Regions from separate parts of the Mus musculus genome. Here region 1 is linked to region 2. The links are chromatin contacts, called in public Hi-C maps. All regions are on one chromosome and are shown on one strand. Each heading gives the region's core, a stretch centred on a gene start, on an enhancer-like site or on the middle of the called end of the contact. The rest is flanking DNA. Distances are from core to core; before and after follow the strand shown. Region 1 holds the start of Sgk1 (serum/glucocorticoid regulated kinase 1). Region 2 has its middle 34 kb from the start of Gm33892.

Region 1 (4,307 bases), core at 1,453-3,952, 350 kb before region 2:
TACAAGCAGAGAGCATTTAGAATACAGAATAAATCGGATGTGTAATAAAACAAAGTAGACAGGAATCAAGGAATTTCTCCCCAGGGCTGTCAATGACGTGACACATGTCACATTCTACTGTCCTTGAGGGGCAAGGAGAGCAGAGGGGGGGCAGGGAGATGTCAGACCCAATCTCCAGCAGACTGAACCCAGTGAAATGGCCTGCTGGACCTCATGGTGTAAATCTCTTTCTCCCTGCAGTTTTTGAGAAGACATCTGTACCCTGTCTCACTCTTTCCAAAACCCAAGGTCTGCAGAAACACTGGCTGAAACACACTGGTAAATTATGCTCGTAAGCAAAATGCAACCAGATGTCAAGCTGGGATTTCTAGTAGTATATTTTGATGGCAAAGAAAATAAGAAACTATTATAATAAATAAACAGTATGTAACTGACACTTGGTTGACTGACAATATATAGCTGAAAGGGTTCTAAACTCCCCAGGGACTGTGAACGTAGTTCACTGTTTGGGGATGGGGCTTGTGGGGGAGGGGTGACTTGCATGCTTGAGGCCCAGCACTGTAAAACAAAATACCCTTAATAGCACCAAATAAATTAGTTAAGATAGGCATAAGCTCATAAGCCTAAACCTATAGTTCCAATACACAAGAAACTGAGGCAGGAGGATCATTTCAGCCCAGGCATTCAAGACAGCTTGGTCAATGTAGCTAGAGAAAAAAAAAAAAAAAAAAAAAAAAAACAGCAAACTTTGGCTAGTTAGTTAGAAGGAAGTAAAGAATTTAAGGACTAAATAAAAGGGTGCTTCCCTTGGAAAAGTATCTTTTGACTACAGGGGAGACCTTAGTAGTGCGGGAGGACCAAGAAGCTGGGCTGACTTGCAGACTCTACTGGGGAAAGACCTCTCAACTGACACTGGCTGCAGGAGTTAGCGTTACTCAGATTTAGTGCGTATCGTTTGCATTTGGCCATAGATTTGGGGATCTCTAAGCCAGGATGTGAGAGAGCTCCTGCTGGCGCTTGCAGACTGCTGGTTTGCAGACCTGCCTTTCCAGCTTGACCCTTCAGTGCTAGGAGGCCGTCCAGCCCAGCCTGTAATTCATTACGTTCTGTTGCCTTTTCGGCACACACAGACGCGGCCTGAATGAAGGGAAGGGTGAATGAATGGAAGGAAGCAGCTGGATAGGACCGCCCCGGGCACTAAATAGGACGGCACAACTGGGGCTACAGGAGCCTCCTATTGCTTAAGAGACACTCCCCATAAGGATGTCAATGATCAGTCTTCCAACAACCACTCATTTCTGAGTCCCCACTCATGTATAAATTTGCAGAGCCACAGACCTCCAGTGTGGCCATTGCAATGAACTGAGTTTATCTGTGAAACAGAGAAAGGTCTATTCATTTACAGCCCTATGACATTACTAACATTATGAATGAAAGGAATTTAAACAAATGTATACAGCAAATGTACATAGCAGCAGAACCCTCCCCGCACGCCCCCCCCCCCAATCATAGTTTGGGCTATAAAACAGGCTATCCCTTATTCTTTTGGTAAGGGCACGTGTGCTAGGCAAAATTGAGGCAACTTGAAATAGAGGGTTTGAGATGTTGGGAGTCCATCATTTCTGTCAAAGGTCACTCTGGTCCTTTCCTGTTTACCCCAAAGATAGAGATAGTGGCAGAATGGATTTGAGGAGCCAAAGCTGCTTCTAACAATTGAAGACGAAAATGCAGCAGCCCTTGAGACGGAGGGAAGGTGTGGCAAAGTTGAACCCTTCAAAGATAAGAGCGAGAGAGCTACTTAATTAGCCCAGACTAAATTGCTTCTTATTAACTGCACTCGGGCCAGCTGTCTTTGAAACTGCCTTGTAATCCTGGGCATGGCTTTGATTGAGAAATCTCAGTTCCCATCTTAAACCCATTTGAAGGCATCTCGGCCCAACCCCCTTCTTCCAATGCAACTCCTCTGAGCCCCCCCTTTCCATCAACATCTCCCCTACCCACCCCCCAACAAATATGAATCTCAGCAGGGCCAGCGCTCACCTTGACCACTGACACCAGAAGCTCTGCTTTCACGAAGGGCTCAGTAACAAAACCCGAGGCTTACCCTAGGCAAGCCTCCAAAAGCATTTGAGAGAAGCAGCGTAGAAAACAAAAGCAACAACCACAACCTGGGCTTACCCGTTTCTTAAAAAATTGGAACGCTGAGCATTTCTTGACCGGGAATCCATTCATGTCTTTGTTTACCATCTTCCACAGAAGGGACTTCACAGTTATAGATCCAGGGTGGCACCGGCTTGGTTTACTGCATCTGTATCCCGATCCGCCTTCCTGGAGACGGTGAATGAAGACCGAACGGGATGGAGAGGCTAACGGGGCTCAGTTTTTCACTCGCTCATCCTGCTGCGGCAGCGACTGCAGTAACTCGCCCCACTTTCAGAGGCCACTGGCAATGGCTTTTCTCTTTCCATCATTGCTTTGAAACGTAAGCATCACCACAACAGGACCCCGGGGCCGGATGGCGGGATACAGCAAATCTATCCAGAGATGCTCTGGCGGGCGCTCAGGCGAGAGCAGGGTACCGTCCCCGCCCCCAGCTACCGAGCTGCTCCCGGGCTGAGCGGGGAGCGAGCGACTCGCTCTGCTCCAGGTGATGCGCTGCTGGAGGCTGCTGGAGGAGAGCTGTTTTTGATTGTGTAGGTTCCAGTGGGAGCTGTAGTTAAGCAGCTGGGGGAAGGAGTAAGAAAGAGCTGAAGCCGGAGGGAGGGAAGGAGGAAGGGAGAGAGCCTCCTCAGAAAGGTAAATGGAAAGAGAAAGCAAGGCAGGAAGGAGCAAGGATGCATGCATGCATATGTGAGTAAGATCAGAGGATGGTCAGGAGACACAGAAAACACAGAACAACGGATTCCCTTGGGAGGGTTCTTTGAATTGGTTTTTCTTTGCAACAATGTGGTAACCAGAGTAAAATGCAGACCCAATAATGTAATTCTCAATGAAGTTCTTCAGATTCCGGTTCTGATACCAAGCCCCGGAGGCAGGGGGTGGGGGGCATCAAACGTGTTCCTGCCCTATGAAACCTTGAAAAATAAAATAATGTGCCTACACATGTGTAGCAGTGAATGGTCTCTTACTCTGTAGGGTCCTCGGATGCCCTTCCTTCCGCTGTGACATTAGAAGGAACAACTGGGGAGGTAAGCCCACCCTTTTCAACAGAGAAGCCGGCAGTAAGAGAAAATCAATGAACAGAAACAAAGTGTGCAAAACCAATAGGCAGAACCTTGCCCAGACCTTCACCAAAAATTCGTGCTGAATCCATTCAATGCTAAGGGAGTCACAGGAAGCAAGGACGAGTCTTTTTACATGCCCCAACTTATCCTGAACCTCTGCAAAGTGAATTCATTTAACAAAAACATTTAATTATGCGTAGCTCGTTTCCACTTGTGCTCTTTGATGCTGATATTTTATGAGTTTTGTTTTGTTTTTTAAATAGGATTTATAGCAAAAAGGTTTGGGGTCCCTGTTAGCATGTGGTTTTGATCAGCTACTTCACCTCCGGCTGTACTTTGGTCTATGAGATAGACATACACGATCACTCACTCACTCACTCATTCATTCACTCATTCATTAATTCAGCCACTCAATCACTTGTTTGACATCTCATTCTATTCAAATATAGCATTCAAATCCAAAACCAGTAAGCGTTCACTGGTAGGAAATACACTAGAACTATCCTTAAAAATAATTGTTGATTGAGTGCTTGCATGAAACCATGAGTTTAATCCTCAGGACCACAAAACAAGCAAACAAACAAAAGAAAAAACAAAACAGCGACAGACACTGTGGCAACATGGGATTAGAACCCCTGCAGTTGGGAGGTTAAAGGTAGGAGGATCAGAAATGCAAGCTTATCCTCAGAGTTTGAGGCCAGACTAGAATTCATGGGATCCTAGCCAGAAACAACACCCAAACAGAACAATAACAACAACAAAACCCACATTGTTACACCATTTATATGGGAAACGTGGATTAACTGGGGAAGAGGTGCCTGAGTTCCTTTAGAGTATGAGTTTCTATGAGGTGAGATATGGATGAAGTTGTACAAGACACAAGGATACATTATGTAATCTACAGCTTCAGTAGGCCGTGATTTTCCTAAAGGGGCCATCTAAAATCACCAGAGAGAACTCAAAGAGAATTATTCTAAGATGAAAGAAATGTTCCCCATCGGGATTATGGTAATGACTACAGTAAGAACCAAACTTCATCATGAAACGAAAAAGAATTTGTTTTGCACAGTAAAATTATACCTC
Region 2 (4,244 bases), core at 1,202-3,701:
GTCTCATAGTATTTATACATACATACATGCATGCATACATACATACATACATACATACATACATGGCTTCTTGGGCTCTACAACAAACCAATTACACTAAGTTCCCCTTGGATTCCAGAGTACAACTTCAATTGGAGAAAAAACAAAAAACACTAAACAAACAGACAAACAAAGCCAAGTCATTATTCATTACAATCAATAACACAACTGTTCTATATATGATTGAGTATACGATAATTTTTGTCAAAACCTTCTGAACAATTTTAGTCAATGTGAAAATGGCCAGGCTGCTTGTGTGCACAGAGCAATGGTAGGGAATAGAGACTCTGGCTGTGTGCACAAAGCAATGGCTGGGAATAGAGACTCTGGCTGTGTGCACAAAGCAATGGTTGGGATTAGAGGATTGCAATTGTGTCACTGCAGCAAGCATCGCCCCCTCATCTGATTCTCCCTGTAGCCTAGACCTTTGAAAGAATGGGATAGGCAAACCAATGGCTAGCTTCCAGAGCTTTCTCGGCATAAAGGGAAAAACTGGGTTCTGACTCCATCCATGGAGCTCCACTTGAAAGGAAAGAATTAGGACACTCCCTTGATGTTAACAGCGACTCCCCACTAGAGATCAAAAGACAGTCTTGAAAAGAAACCATAGCGAGTCTTCAGTGTGAGTCAGGGGACAGCAGAGATCAGCGCCCTGAGGGTTGCATTTTTGAGCTGCTTTCCACCCACCCAGGATATCAAACAAGGAAGGCATAATGTTGAAAGTCAGCTCAATACTGACAAAGAGCAAAGCAGCCATGAGTGAGTGCTGGCCGGACCCCCACAAGTGCTGTGCTGGCCAGACCCCCACATTCGTTTTGGAATTCTACTACAGGTTATCAACAGTTTCGTGGAAGATCAACAATAGGCAAGGCATCTTCATGGCCATGATGAAATTTAAAAAATAAGGTCATTCCAGAACAATGTCCCAACCCACAAGCAACAAAGTGAACCAACCTCTGTCTCCCCCGTCCTGGCTGATATGAGTCTTGCTGCTGTCTGTCCATTCACATTAGCCTCTATGAACTTGCCATTCCACAATCAAGGAATGAATCCTATTCTGTCTCATTCAGAGTAGATCTCTACTTCCTTAGGTGCTCCCCCACATAATCTAATGGGAACCCAAATCCTGCAGCCCTTCTCCATATCCTTCATGGTCCTTAGGCTCTTGTTCTTCCTCATGGCAGCGAGTTATAAACTGGCCTAACTCAATGAGGCAGATGTTCCCAGTGGTCTCCATCTAGAAGGCACTGGCAATATTTTCACTATACATAAAGTAGAAGCCCCTTCAGGAGCAGAGGTCAAAGAGGAGTGCCCTGCTCTTGGATGTTCAGAAGGCTGGAGTAGATAATCATGTAATTTGGGCTCTGTACAACACCTTTCTTGAAAACTGCCATGAAGTATATGCCATAATGAAGCCTAGTATCATATATAATGAACATGTGCTAAGAAAAGGGAGTTATAAAGGGTAAAGTACCATAATTTGTGTATGAAATGCCCCAGAGACCCATTTTACTTTGAATGCTAACTGAAAAATGAATTTAAAAAATGAGGACAGAGAAAGTTGCCATGAAGAAGCTAAGACACCTGCAGCACTCTGGGAGGGGAGACACCATAAAGGAATCCATAGAGGAATCTGATAGCTGACAAGCTAATCAAAAACTAAAACCAAAGAAGGTTGCCCTTGCTGGGTTGATAAAAGGTGTTTTTTAGGAGCTATAAATTATCCAGGAACCCAGCACCAGGCTAGGCTACCTCCTGACAAGTTGTTAATCAGAGAGGCTCCCAAGGCCACAGAACATAGGCTATGGCCATTGATGTCCATTGTTCATCAGATCTAGCTGATAAGACCCAACTGCTGAAGAGGCCACAAGCCTTGGTCACAAGACGTAGAAAAATGTATCTGTAACTGGGCTAAAAGTGTCCTCCCTGGTGGATAACCCTTACGTTATGAGAGTGTTATCTATGCAGCCTGATTTTCTATGAGAAAATCATCATTTGGAGTCTTGCTTGGGTACAGACCCTGATTGCTACACTGCTGATCACACTGGCAGGTTAAGCCTACTGTTACAATAGTGATGAACGAGTTATTGAAATAACCACTTGTTTACATTTGGGGGCTGATACCTTACGTCACAGGAGGATTTGAATTCATGTCTGCTACTATAAACCTGTTCTAAATTACTTGGATAGAGAACTCATAGGCCCAAGTAGAGAAGCTGCTGTGGTTGATTTTTCTGAGTGGACATTATGAGAATGTCGACTTTTCTTCTAAATAACAGTTTATGTCCTTAGAATAATGCTATTGCCAGCTTTGGTCAAAGAAACATCTACAGGCTTTAAATGCCTAAATCTGCTCCTGTGCATAGTCACAGCCATATTTAGGAACCAAATTCATTCTTCATTCCCAGGCTCTTGATTTCTGATTCATCTCTGTCCACGTACCTTGGCAGACATTCACTTACACATGCAGACTGCACAGCAAATGTTGCTTAGTAAATTAGGTATTTGCAGTGCCAAACATACTTTACCCATACAAAGTGTGTTCCAGGTGGCTCTTTATCAAGCCCAGCGAGTAAATGGCTATGGATCCACAACTCAGGTGATGATATTAAGAGAGTAGACTTAACTCCCTGGCACCACGTCCAGGACATAGGGTAGAGTGGAAAAAAGGTAGGTCTGGGATCATGGCCTGCTTTGCATGACACATGTGTCATGGTACCGGGGTCTAGGGGTTCCAAGGAGAGTCAACATGTTCTCCAAGGAATTCCAAACTAGGAGGTGGGCAGCTGAGGCTTATCCAGCAGAGGCCAGATCACCTGGGTGTGGATACTCTCAGAGTGAGACCAAGGGAGGGCAGTGGATGCAGGCATGCTCACCTATGTGCCTAGCTCTAAGACTGCTCTCCATGCTAATGATCTCAGAAGAAGGCACATTGAATCAAACAGGATCCTACCATGGAAGAGGAGATGTCACATGTTAATAGGCAGCCATCAGTGTCTTGACTCCACACTACTGATCACAACGGCTTGTACTGATGGCTTGTATTTCCACTAACTACAAGCACACTTATTAAGTATAGATGTCGTTCAGGGACAACTAGTGCTCTATAAGAGAAAGTTAAACAGAAATGTTTGCTTTTGAAAGCACATCGCCTTAGGGATAGAGAAAAAAAAAAACCTGCTGTCCTTCCAAAGCATTATGGATGCTTTCTTTTAATAATAGTCAAAAGGCAAACTAGAATGTATACATTCCTGTCATCTCTGGCACTAGGAAAGGACACATGTGCACACACTTCCATTCTTCACCGACTTGTTTAGAATTCAATTCTTCTTGTGACTTCAAACCACTGAGAACAAAAAAGCTAAGCTATGCCAAGCTCGTGAGTGTTTTCCAGTGGAAACATTTCATCTTCTCTTGCTCACTCAGGAAGCCACAGCAAACCAGGTTTGACGGCTGACCTCAACAGGGTTTCCCCCCTTAATCTGCGTGGCAGAGAGGAAAAATTGACTTATGATCAAATTAAGAACATTTTATTTCATTTTTGCCCACAGCACTCTGGCTAATGTTACTGTATGAGCTCATTCTGCCACCGACACAAGGAAGAGTCAAGGGTAGCCTTTGGCTCCCCCTCCCCTGGGTGTTTGGGCAAACAGATGAGAATTATTTATTTTGAGATATGCAAATAGTTAAGCAGATGCCTGGTATTCAAAGGTCACTATGACAGACATATGGACACAAATGACAAAGTTTGGTACAGACACACACCTCTAAGAGAAAAGGCAAAGGAAAGTCTCTTGGTGACCATCTTTGGGAGCAGCGCTTCTCAGATTTAAACGTGCAGGGCGATTCATGGAGGGTGGATTTCCCACTGTGGGTTACTCAACGTGGATTCTCAGGTCAGGACAGGAGTCTGAACTCTGCCTGTGTAGTAAGACCTCGGCTGCCCCTGCAGATGCTTGGCCCCAGACACTGATTAGCGAAAGTTCAAAGGATTTTGAAGACAATAAATACAGAGAATGGAAAATGAACCTGAGAAGGATTTTGCGGCACCACAGATGGACAGGTGGACAGGGAAACTTAAGGAAGAGAAAGTTGAGTGAAGGTGTTTGGACTTCAAAGGAGCAAGAAAAGGAACGCTGAACTTGTCAGCCTGAGAGGTTCCGCGATGACCTCTCTAAACCAGGTTAAAAAGTCTGAAGATGCAT

Evidence for each region. Hi-C and Micro-C count contacts between places; a contact is called where the count stands out from the background.
Region 1: a contact with region 2 is called in a Hi-C map of cortical neurons. The contact joins the promoter of Sgk1 here to the enhancer-like site in region 2. A contact is called at or near these places in 12 of 39 promoter capture datasets (the 3T3-L1 cell line, the C10 cell line, the HPC-7 cell line and 6 more), 2 of 484 Hi-C or Micro-C datasets (both in cortical neurons), 7 of 115 datasets of contacts at active chromatin or transcription factors (VIP interneurons, cardiomyocytes, craniofacial prominence and 4 more) and 3 of 9 other capture datasets (adipose tissue, liver and macrophages).

The regions. Positions count from the first base shown.
Region 1 is chr10:21,880,579-21,884,885 of GRCm38.p6, reverse strand. It overlaps Sgk1 (serum/glucocorticoid regulated kinase 1), which reads right to left and starts at 2,702. Exons shown (of 14, transcript NM_001161845.2): 1 at 2,179-2,702. The coding sequence starts at 2,247. It overlaps Gm46215 (a long non-coding RNA gene), which reads left to right and starts at 2,608. Exons shown (of 3, transcript XR_001779732.1): 1 at 2,608-2,693; 2 at 3,136-3,188.
Region 2 is chr10:21,535,053-21,539,296 of GRCm38.p6, reverse strand. No RefSeq gene overlaps it. Among named protein-coding and RNA genes, the nearest start is that of Gm33892, 34 kb to the left of the region's middle. Within about 2 kb of position 2,451, at least 7 of the 459 cell types and tissues checked have an H3K27ac peak or open chromatin away from gene starts, as enhancers often do. A contact at or near this core is called in cortical neurons, where this site is marked.